Linked DNA regions of Sus scrofa: region 1 is linked to region 2. The links are chromatin contacts, called in public Hi-C maps. All regions are on one chromosome and are shown on one strand. Each heading gives the region's core, a stretch centred on a gene start, on an enhancer-like site or on the middle of the called end of the contact. The rest is flanking DNA. Distances are from core to core; before and after follow the strand shown.

What was found. A called contact is a pair of places that touch in the nucleus more often than the background predicts.
Region 1: a Hi-C map of fetal liver shows a contact between it and region 2, with 1.9 times the contacts expected there. The contact joins two enhancer-like sites. A contact is called at or near these places in 2 of 5 promoter capture datasets (fetal liver and liver), 19 of 47 Hi-C or Micro-C datasets (blood, brain, embryonic fibroblasts and 9 more) and 2 of 2 datasets of contacts at active chromatin or transcription factors (alveolar macrophages and skeletal muscle).

The regions. Positions count from the first base shown.
Region 1 is chrX:35,866,666-35,872,694 of Sscrofa11.1, forward strand. All of the region lies in intron 1 of BCOR (BCL-6 corepressor), which reads right to left. Among named protein-coding and RNA genes, the nearest start is that of BCOR, 21 kb to the right of the region's middle. Within about 2 kb of position 1,881, at least 32 of the 83 cell types and tissues checked have an H3K27ac peak or open chromatin away from gene starts, as enhancers often do. A contact at or near this core is called in fetal liver and skeletal muscle, where this site is marked.
Region 2 is chrX:35,801,050-35,806,789 of Sscrofa11.1, forward strand. The region is part of intron 1 of BCOR (BCL-6 corepressor); the gene reads right to left. Among named protein-coding and RNA genes, the nearest start is that of BCOR, 87 kb to the right of the region's middle. Within about 2 kb of position 1,507, at least 24 of the 83 cell types and tissues checked have an H3K27ac peak or open chromatin away from gene starts, as enhancers often do. A contact at or near this core is called in fetal liver and skeletal muscle, where this site is marked.

The DNA.
Region 1 (6,029 bases), core at 631-3,130, 66 kb after region 2:
GACCCGCTGTGCCTTTGCGAGAGGGCGGGTCACTTCTGCCCTGGCCGGTGCGAGCGGGCGAGGGGACAAGCGAAAGCAGACACAGAGCTCGCTCGCTCTCCAGCTCCCTGTCCTCCCCGGCTACTACCCCTCACTTGGCCCTTCCCCGCACCTAAGGAAGGGGAGGGCACCCAAGCTCTGCCCCACCCTCCTTGGGGCGCTCCCCTCCGCCTCGGAAGCTCAGACCGACAGCGAGGGTTTTCCCCCTTTCCCTTGGGCTCGCTGGGTTTCCAACTTCCTTTAAACCTCCCTCCTCGCTCCGAAAAGCCCCGAGGAGAGGAGCCGAGAGGAAGCACGCCGCTAGTGTGCGAAATGAAGACCATGTGTGAGGACGGCGGCATCAGAGTGCAGCCGCCGCGGGCTGGGGGTGGGGTGGGGTGGCGAAGGCCCCCGCGCGGCCAGAGGCTTGGGGCGGCAGCAGCCAGCGCCTCAGCTCGGCGTTGGGGATGCGGAGACGCAGCGAGAAGCATCGAAGAGGCTGGGCTGGCCTCGTGGCGGGAGGCAGGGAGGGGGGGTGCAGGGGCGCGGAAGGGGGGCTGCCGCGCCATGGGGGGTGGGGGGCGGGGACGCAGCCCCGGCTTCCTGGGCCGCAGCTGCGACCGAGGGCGCAAGAGCAGATCATGCTCGGCGGCGGCGGCGGCGGCGGCGGCGGCGGCGGCGGCTCGGGCCCGCCGCGCTCGCAGCTGAGAATCAACAAAGGGAGGCGGCGGGCGAGCGGGGGAGGGGCGCCTCCGAGCGTTCGCTGGCTGCTGTGGAATAATAAAAAATAATTAATAATGATAATAAGAGAAAAATCCCCGGGCTTTCATGGCTCTGGGTTTCCGTGTGGCTGCAGCGGGAAGCGCGCTGTCCTTGAGGCGGCCTCTCTCGCCTGGTCTGCCCGCCCCTCCCCCTCCCTCGCCCCCTCCCCTCCCCGGGAACCGGGAAGAGAAAGGTCTGCAGCTGACAAATATTATCCATTCTCCCCATCGATCGCGGAGTGTACAGATGTGAGCGCTTGATGTGCCCGCGGAGCGGCGGATCCTCCCTGCTCGCTCGCTCTCGCCCAGGCTCCGCTCGCCGCCCCCCTCCTCCCCCTTTGTTCTCCTCCCCTTTCCCTCTCTTTAAATAGATTTCAGGGCGCTGCCTGTTGGAGAGCAGCTGGCGATCTCTCCCGAGAGAGGGAGCGAGCGCAGCCCGAGGTGCCCTGTCACCAGCCTCCCCTCCCCCACCTCGCTTACCCAGTGCGGGCCCACCCTCCACCTTTCTCCAGTTCCCAAAACAGAAAACACCGGGAACACCCACGTCCACTGCACCGAGAGTCTCTCCGAGCTCTTGGACTCCTCGCGCTGTCCCCTGTGTCCGTGTCTGTGTGCGGGAGAGGGAGGGGGCGCAGGGAGGGGGCTCGGAGACTTGCCGGAAGAGCCGAGGGTCGGGATCTTTCCTCGGCAGCAGCAGGGACGCAGCCCCGGTCACGCTGAGAGGGGACAGTTTACCCATTAGGGAAAGTCGGCGGAGGCGGCCCTTTTATTCCTCTTTTGCAGATGGCAGATTAAGCCAGCAGCGTCCGGTCTCAAAGGGGCCGGCCGCTCGGCTAAGGGTTAACCCGTCGGCCGGTAATCGCGGACACACGCGCGCGCGCGCGCACACACACACACACACACACACACACACACACACACACAGAGTCACACACACGCGCGCGCGGCGCGCCCTCCCCGCCCGCCGGAGCGCCCGCCACAGCCCGCAGTGCGCCCGGGGCTGGAAGGAGGGGGGACTCGGGGGGGAGGGGCGGGGCGGGCTTAACCAGGCCGCTCGACTGAGCCGAGGCCACCTCGCCGTCTGTCACTTAAATGATTGTCCTCCGCTCCGCTCGGTGCGGTCAGTACGGGCTGTTAACAGGCAGTTGCAATCAGTTTCCGAAAGGTCAGCCAAGGTCCTCCGGCTCTCGCAGACGGAAGGCATTACGAAACCGCTTTTGTATCTGCAGGCACTTTAGAAAAAGAGGCGAGGAGGGGCGCACCGCAGCGCGGCGATGCTGCGAGCCCCGGGAGAGGGGCGGGGGCCGTGGGGCGGGGGAGCTCGGCCCGCCCCCCACCATGGCCTGGACCGGGCGGCGGGGAAACCACACGGGGAGTGACCCAGACCCTCTTGGTTACGATGGGGAAGCCGGAAGGAAGAGGGGGGGCAGGCGGCAAGAGAAGGAGGAATGGGAGGAAGTGGGAGAGGCGTCCTGGCCCCCCTCCTCGCCCGGCCTTCGGCCCACACCAGGACCCGGACGGGGGCTGGCGGCCCTGGGTGCTGGAAGACCCCACTCGGACTCTCAGGTCCTCCTGTCTCTGGAAAGTGGGGCGGGGAGGGAATGAGAGACCCTCGCAGAGCAAGCAAGTCCCCGCGCGGTGTCTGAAGACGCTGCTGCTGCCGCCGCTAGAAGTCGTCCATCAGCAACCAGTCCAACCTGCCAGTGATAATGTGCGATCAACACCAAATCACCCCCGCCAGGCGCGATCCATCATCGCTGCGCGCCGCGGGGCCGCGTGAGGCTCACTCGGGGCTTGGGCGGGGGGGCGGGGGTGCGGAACAGAAGGCTGTCGCCCTGCGCACTTGGGCTCTCGGCGCACCTAGCTGCCCCTCCCGGAGGTCTGCACCCGGCGTTCATAACTCTCCAAGTTCCCCAGCCGCAAAGCACAGACACGGTGGCTCCGAGTTCCTCGCGCAGGTCACTTAGGAGCCAGCACGCCCTACTATCCCGGTCACACCCTACAAAGCCGTCCCTTCCTCGGATCTGCCCTGCCCGTCCCCTCCCCCTCCTTCGAGAAAGCCTGGCTGGCGGGAAATTAATATTTAATATCGTGAAATTGATTAAAGGGCTGGAAGCCGGCAATGGGGTGGGGGGAAGGGTAGGGGCGTAATTAAAGATCTGAGAGTCGTGGCCGCTCCTCGTGTGCTGCAGCCGCACAGGGCCTTTGTGAGGCCGTGGCGGAGCTGCGCTGGGCTGAGCCCAGCAGTCTCGGGGCGGTGGCCGGTGCTGCCCAGGATCCCGCCGGCGCCCGAGGGCGGAGGGCAGAGGCCGCTCTGCCGGGCGGGCTGTCCCGGAGGTAGCGAGTTAACCTTAGCGCACCTGAGGCTGCGCAGAGAGCCGCCTTCCCTTGCCTGCCAGTATCATAGGCTCATCTCGGCCGCAGGAGACTGAGGGTCGGGTGCTGCAGCTTTTCACTGCTAGTTCAGTGCAGAAGCTCCTTACTCGCCTAGGGGCTCTGGAAGGTGCATCCCCCTTGCAACTCCAAGGTCCCCAGCGCAGCCTCGCCCGGGCCCCATCGCAAGCCTCTCATGCATCCCTTCGAGAGAAGGGGAGTCAGGCAGGCTCCTCCAGTTCTGTAATTGGGGGATCCGCAGGCCGAGGCTGCTCAGAGCTCCCGTTGGTTCTCTCTCGTCCAGGCCCCACCCCGGGCTGCTCACACTTGGGGCAGCTTAACTCGTTCAGCTGCACTGCAGATGGGGCCTGCCGCTCGAGGCGGCGGTCTCCAGGGAGTCGTCACCGAACCAGCTCGGCCGGCCGCCTGTCGCACCATTTATGGTTACTGCGCCTCCCGGAAAGGGCACGGGGGGCTGGACAGGGCTGCGGGTGGGTGCGCCCAGGCCACTCAAGCTGGCGCTACTAGAGGAATTCGGATAGCAGTAACCCGTTGGCGCGGCTACCGTTCAGAAATCAGATAGTTGGCTCCTCGGCAGGATGACCCCCAGCTTGTGCAGGCCTGACTCCAAAGGACCGCTTTGAAGTTTTGCTCGTATACAATTTTTTTTTTTTTTTTTGTGAAGCCATTTGTCTGAAAAGTACCAACAAGTGTGCCGAGGGGAGGAAAAAAACCACACACAAACACAACAAGCGGCATCCTTGGCCCTAATCAGTTAGGGGAGGGCAGGAGGCCCCACCAGGCACCAGGCCCTCTAGAAGGAAGGTCAGGACCAGGGAGGATTAGGCCCAGTCTTGGGTTTATTGCTGTACTTGAACAAAGCACCGGGGGCTGCCTAAACTGAGGCAAGAGAGAGGTAATTAATAGAGGAGCTGAAGAAGCAAAGAAAGGCTGGTGTGGCTGCTGCCTGGGTGGGTGGAGAAGCAGAAGTGCTTCTCCATGAGAATAACAAGCTGGTGCAAACGTTATGCAGAATGACTTTATTTCACCAAAACAAAACCAAAAAGTTCACATTCAGCTTCTCACGCTGAGCTGATAAGCCACATGCAAACTTTGGATGGAACCTTGAACCAGTGGGAGGTGTCAGCCCGCAGTTTACACAGGGCAATGGGAAGCTTTTCCGAGTACTTCTCCCATTCCTACCTTTGTGATTCTACCTGCATCAGCTACTCCCTAGAGTGGCCTTTCTGACCTCCCAACCTGAGCCCGAGGCGAGATCACTCAGAATGCACCGCATTCATCAATGCCATTTCTGGTAAATTGGACCTCAGGTTTTGGAGTGTCCTAAGAGGGAGGCAGCCTACACAGTGCGCATACCGATGTCACAGCAAATGTGATGGGCGGCACACATTCTGTAGCCTTTCCTAGATAATATTATGGACTTCCCAACCAGATGCACCCGAGTTTCCAAGACATTCTGGATTTCTAGAGCTCTGGGCCCTGCATCTTAACAGGGCACGCCCCGCGACCTGCAGTCACGGGTATTGCGTGTGCAGCTGTGCACCAAACGTGTCCCACGGCTTGCCCGCGAGCTGCCGGGGTGGGAGGAAATGGCCTGGGTGTGAGGCCCGCGCCGGGTGCTGCCCATTGGTTCTCTGTCCACCGTTTCTAGACCGGCAGCCGTCCTTCGCGCAGCCCTCATCTCAGCCAGGGCCAGCCCGCCAACCCGAGGCAGGGGGAGTTGGGCGACAGCGCATCCCTTCAGGGCCCGTCCAGGTAGGGCGCCGGGAAGGGAGCCTGTCTGGGGAAGGGGCAGGCCTGGGTCCCCGGGGGTCCCGTGGGCCCCGGAGGAGCGGCCTTCCCGCTGGGGGCCCCGGCCACGCACGCCGGCTCCCGGGGGCTGCGCCCGCCTCTCCCCCGGGCGCGGGCTGCACGCCGGCCGCCATCTTGGCGCGGGCGGCGCTGCCCCCGGCGGTGGGACCGCAGAGCCGCAGGCCGGCCCGAGGCGGCCTCGCGGGCCTTCCCGGCGCCCCTCGGCGCAGCGGGTCACGGCTGACCCCTGGCCCGGGGCGGCCGTGCCTGGTCAAAGCGCGGCCCGTAGTCGCCCCTGGCCGCTAGGCCGGCGCGGATTTGAATCCCTGGAAACGACCTCGTGTTCCCGGGCTCCTGCAACGGGCCACGCGTTGTCACCGCTCCCGCGCCCAGCGGCCCAGCGGCCTGTCACGCAGCTGGGAGTTTGGGCTGCTGTCCTCCCCGGGGGCGAGGCCCGCGGCACTGCCCCCGCCGCCGTTCGGGGGTCTCTGAGTCGCTTTGGGGGGCAGGAGAGGATGTTAAAGTTACCCCTCTTTAAGGGAAGTGGATTGGAGAAGACTGTACTTAGCCCCTGTGCCACATGCGTTCATGGAGAGCTTGCGAAGGGCAAGGCACTGGGTTAGGTCCTAGGGGAATCCAAAAGGACAGAAGTGATTTTTTAAAAAAGACACCCTTGGCCCTCAAGTAATTTACAATCTAGGTGGGAAGACAGACTTATAAATGACTAACTCAACACAAATAAAAGGCAACGTGGAATGAATGTAAACAAAGAGCTCGAATCCTGCAGTAAGTGGTCTGGGGAAAGGCCAATTAATTATTTTAAAAATAACCCTTACTTCTAAAAATGTAGAATCAATTCGGGGAGGGGAGGATAAGAATTTGCCAACACGGAATAGTTCCAGGGTTCCAGGGAATAACAGTCATCACTTCTGAAAGGTTGATGTTTAGGAAAAACGGCGAAAGTTTATTTAAACTAAGCGAAATACCAAGATTCAGGAACTTTGGATTCATTTCTCAGCTCCTGACATAAGTGGGGTGGTAGAGATGCAATTTTCCATCCAAACA
Region 2 (5,740 bases), core at 257-2,756:
TCGGAGCACGATAACAAGTGACTAATACATTGCATATCGTTGAAAGAAAATTATTTTTCTCTAATTTGCATTTGCTTGGGAAAAAAAAAAAAAAGCCAACCAGAGTCCCTCCTCACAAGCACAAGTCTAATCCTGGAAATACAGCCCGGCTGCTTTAAGAGAGCTGGAAGGAGGGAAAGACTGCCAGTGTTTTGGCGTTGCAGGCTTGTTTATCTTTCCGCCTTTCCTCCAAGGCGAAACTCGTTTTGCAAGCAACATTCCTACAGAAAATGGCACACGTCATAAAAAGAGACCAATTTATAGAACTGGCACCGAAGTTCATGTATCATTCCAGAAGCATCTCCCAGCTCCCCACTAGGGAACCCAACTAGATGCAGAAGTCCACATTAAAACTCAGAATGGGTAGACCTGGGCAGTTGGGGTGGGAGTGGGGGGGATGGACTCGAATTTGCAGACATCCTGCAGGCTGTACACCCAGGAGCCAAAGTCACATTGAAGGGCAGGATACAGAATGAAGTCAACTCTAAATGATCCTCCAAAGCCCCAGGGTCGGGGCTGGAGGGCTTCAACCTTGAGATGGGGGGGGGGGGGTTGCAGCCAGCTTGCCCCAGGACAGACCAGGGGCTGGCCCATCTCCCTGGCCATCCTGAGCCCGCCTGCTTGGGCCCGCCAGCCATGCATCTCCGGGACCTGCCTAGCAAGGGCTTGCAGCCACCCACCAACTGTTCTCCCTCCCACCCTGGCGCCTCCCCGCAGTGCCTGGCAGAGGACCAGGAACTCAGAGAAGGCCTGTGGCTGTGGGCATCTAGTTGGATTAAGTCACAGAGTGGGTGGCGCTGCGGGCAGACCTCAAGACAGCACCGTTGGTCCTGCAGCTGAAGGTAAGTGAGGCTAGGGCGGGAAGGCAAAGGGAGGTGGGTATGGAAAGCCAGCCCGCGCCCCTCCCCCGCTTCGGGTCCGAACCTACGCCGTCGGGTTTCCAATCCAGGAAGCAGGGCCGCGCGCACAGAACACAGCGGTCGCCTGGCTCTCGAACTTGTCTGAATAACAGGGCCGTTTCAGAGGAAGAACAACGGCCTTCAGAGGCTCTGCAATTTCCAGAAAGCCTTCAGTTAATAATACATTCTTTCCAACGAGCTTGCTTTAGGGCTGAAAGTTATTTGCCCAAATCTTAACAACCCGATCACAAGCCACGGAGGACCCAGGTCCGGAGCTCCCGGCCAAACTCCTCCAGACAGTTGACACTCATGACCCTGTGGGCCTCCGCCTGCCACCTCTGCCTCAGAGTTCCCTAAACCACAACACACCAGCCAGCACCCGCGTCCAGCTGATGCCGGGAGCCATAAAGATGTGTGTCGCGGGGTGGGGGTGCTGCCGAGAGCTGGCGGCCTCGCGGTCGAGGACGCCCCGGCCAGAAAGTGGCGGCCACCTCGGCAGCTCTCCGCGGGCCTGCATAGTGCGCGCTTTGTGTGAGCGCCGAGGAGGCACAGCGCTGCTCGTGCACCAACAGCTGTCACATTATTTGCACTCGCTGTAAACAGCCTTCACATTCCCCCCTTACCACATAGTTAAAGCCAGACTAACAATCCACAGTTAGAGATCAAACCAACAACAGCAGCATTGTGTCTGCCTTCGCTGCCTTCGCACCAAGCCCGGCAGCTGGCAGGTTTCTCCGGAACAAGGGACCCCCCCCTCCTCCCCCCACCCCTCCAGGCTCCAGCCAAGGCTGGCCAAGGCAGCAGTGCGTGTGTCGCTGCTGATTGTTAAAGCAAGAGAACACAGCCATTTCGCGCAGAGGCTTCAGGGCGCTTCGGCAGCTCTCTCCCAGAGTTTCCCCCTCCCCTGGCCGGGTGGGAGCCCCGGGGCCGGCAGCCCCCCTCCCCCATTTCCTCGGCCGGGAAGGCAGGTTGTCCAGGAGCCTCGGGGGGCGCGCGGGGGGGGGGTTTGCTCTGCCTGGCAAAGCCTGGGCCGGCCTGCCCTGGGCTTCCTCCCAGCCCGCTCTGCCAGGTCCCAGGGGCCAGGCAGCTCGTCACTTTCGGCGGCCCCACGCCTCCCGGGTTTCGGAAAATTGTCCGACTCCCAGAATCCTTACTGGTCGCCCCACTGATCAAAATGTCTCCTTTATGATTTTTGGTTAAGTCGAACATTTCCATAATCGTCATTATTAGCGCAAATTACACGCCTAATCGGTCCTTAAATAGATTTTAATTAAATAATCATACAAGGCTCATTTTATGACTTAAGAAAGGCATTACTTTTCGTTATAAACTTTCCACCAGGCTATAGAATAACGCCAGCAGACAAATACTTATTCTTTGAAGAGCACCAAGAACGGATGGGCAGAGCATCGTGAGAGCGGACCCTGCTTCACACCTTCTGGAATCGAAGCGGAGCCTAGACAGGCCACCTCGGCACAACTTGCTCCTGGGAAGGGAGAGGGGCCTTCTTCCTCCAAGGCCCGGCTCTCGTCTTTTCTTGGGGGCCAGGAGAAAGAAACCCCGAATGCTCCTTTTCCTTGCCCGTCTGAAGAGACCTCGCCAGAGACCACTCCTCATCGCCCCCATCTGTTTTCCACCCCTCGGTCGGCCGAGAGCCCTGGTGGAAAGCAGGCAGGCTGTGCTCGTTAAACGCTGTGTAAAATGCTGTTAATAAAATAATAAATACAAAGGATGGAGGCTGCTGGTTCCATGGGTGTTTTGACTGGAAATGCCTTGGCACTTGTCATGTGTTTATGGGAGGGCAGACAACTCTAGGATTTACATAGTTTGGACATTTCTGTACTTCATTTATTCTTTCCTAAATGACGTAGGCCTAGAGCTATTTCAAGTTTGCATTTGTACAGAACTGTTAAATGCCTAAGAGTTTCTCCAATTAAACCAAGTTTTAAATCAGACCCATGGCTGGAACGCACTCTCTGACTCCTCTCACTCCACCCAGCCCTCACTCGGGCCTCTGGGGCTGGAGAAAACAAACAGACCCTTACCGACAATCCCCCGGCTGTGCTCGCCCCACCTTCACCCCCCCACACACACTCCAGGGGCACCTAGGGCAAAGGTTAAGGTGTCTTCAGATTACAGGCAGGGCCCTGGCTACACACACTGGAAATCACTGCAGTTGGGCACATCCTGGCCAGAGTCTAACCTCTAAAATAGTGAGCTAAGACGGGGGGAAACTGCTGGCCTGGTAAAACCCACTGTTCACAAAACAATGTCAGCAAAGGCTGGAAGGCATTCTTTAGAGAGGGACCAGGGATTCATGCCTACTGAAGCTCTTTCAGCACAAAGGCTTTTAGGGGAAGAAGGGAAAAGGGGGGGGGTGGAGGAGAGAAAGGGAGGGCTCCTGTTTCAGAGCCGGCATCCCCAGAGAGTCAAGAACCAAGTGTAGCTTCAATCAAACGCTGACTTCCCCTCTGGGAGTCGAATAGGAAACCTGATCACAGTAGCTTACTACCGGCCTGGATCCATACAGGTCTGGTTTTCTTCTCATGCTAGTAATTTTTTTAAATACGTATCGATATAAAAGAAGCAATCCCTGGCAGACTTTATTGAAAACCACACTGAGACCTCATAACATCCGGACTTAATCCCTATCAAACAAACCACAGCACCTCTGGCCTCTGCAGCAGGCCAGACCCTCTCACCTCTTCCCACCAGGTCTCTCCCCTCCAGCCGCTGCTGTTTCCTCCCCCGAAAGAGCGAGGAGAGGACTTGCCAAAGAGCACCTAGAAACGGGTTCTGGAATCAATTCCTAACCATATAAATGATCCCACTTAGGGGGAGGAAAAAAAAAAAGATCCAAGCCTTTTCATATGGAATCCTTTAAAACCCAGAAGGCAAAGAACTGTAACAAAGGGAAAGAGGAACCCACGGAGGCAGACCCCAGGAGTATCCTCAGGAATCCCCTTGGAGGGGAACTTAACCTGCACGTCGGTCCCCAGACACGAGCCTAAGCAGGTCTGGGGGCGGGGGTCCTCAGAGGGTCTCCGGGGCAGCAGGGAAAGGAGGAGCAACCGAGAGGAACCTGACCAGTCATTCAAAGCAATTACGAATCCTCGGGGCCTACTATGTGCCAAGTATTCTTCTTTGATCCTAAAGGTGGGTAATTATTCCCAGTCTTACAAATGAAGAAACTTACTGAGGCTCAGAGGCCATAAATAACTTGCCCCCAAGGTCACACAGCTAGTAAAAAAAAAAAAAAAAAAAAAGGGCCATGGTCAAACTCAGTCCTGGAGTTTCGGAGAGGAGCCAATTATTGGTCAGATTGTGCCATTCGGAATCCCCGAGAAGTTCGGGAGGCTTCCTTAGCTCTTGTAGTCACGTGCAGGGTAAAAGGAGAGCGGTTAACGCCTTTGGAGCTCGTCCACAAGGAGCCTGGAACCCAGTCAGTTTCTCCTGGACCCAGGAACTCTTGGTCCACACAAAGTCTTTCAAGATTTCCGACACCCTACACATCTCCCTGCACCGAAACACCCTGGTGTGAGGCCAGGGATCCCAATGAGGCTCTACTTTCCCTTCCTCCAGGAGCCCAGATTGGGCCAGGGTAGGTGGGTGCTGCTCTTAGGTCTCTGCAAAAAGTGCTGATTCCTGAAACCAGAACTAGGCTTGCCACCCCAGTTTTGCCACATACAGCAATAAATAAAATTACCTAGAGAGTGCAAAAGCCCTTTGGAAAGAGCACCTACGCCTTATCTTTCCTAAGACTCCGAACGAAAAACCCAGAGACCAAAGTGGGCTGGGGGAGGAAATAGAGATGGAAGCGGCTTGCAAGACGCCGGACCCTCCTGGACCCTCAGGGGTCCGGCGGAAAAGCCAAGTCTCAAGACAAGTTGGGGGCTGGGAGAGCTCTCCTTTCCCTCCTCCCCTTCTCTCAGGCAGCGCTCAAAACCTTCTCCCAGCCCCATCCCCAATTTCCTGGTCTGCCCCAGGCTTTCAGATGCTCCGGGAACTACCCACACCCCGAAGTCACAGGCTCCACACCCAGGGCCATCTCCAATTCGGCTGGCTGGGAAGGGGAACGGGCAGGAGCCCGGGACACTCAGCCGCCCAAGCGGGCTTCCCAGCCTCAGGCGGGTGGCTCCTCCAAAGGCCGAGGCTCCGGATGTGTGAAATGGCTCCGGGAGCGCCTGGGGCGGGCAAGGGCCTGGGCTGCAGAAGGGATCCGGGCGATGGCGGCGCCGGGTCCTCACCCGGCCAGCCAGCCGAACACGCCCCGGCGGCCCGGCCGCCCCTGGCTCCCAGCCAGTGGCTTTCTCTCTTTTTTAAACTTTCCGGCCTTGGCGATCACCGCCGATCCGGGCAAGGTTTCCAGCCCCCGCCTTCCCTCCCCACCGCAAGCTCCGTGCAGGCCCTTCCAACCTCTGGGGAGGCGCCCTCCGTCCTCCTCCTCCCACCCCGGCCGCCTGCCACCGGGCACTGAGAGTCCGTGGCCCCGACACCCCCCCCCCCCGCGCGCGCGCGCGCACACACACACACACACACACACACACACACAGAGACACAGGCCACCTGGAGCGAGCCGCTTCCCGAACTGATCGCCGTCCGGCCGAGTCTGGGGCTGCTGCTCCTCCGGGGAGGAACTCCCGCAGCCCCCAACTGTCCAGGCCTGCCCGTCGGGCGCACGCAGAAACACCCCCCCTACTCACGCTCTCTCCGAAGACTTGCCGTGGGGGGCGGGGGGGAGAGGGGTTAAGGTCTATTTTATTTTTTTTCTTAAAACTTAACCCTTCAGTTGCAAGAGGTTT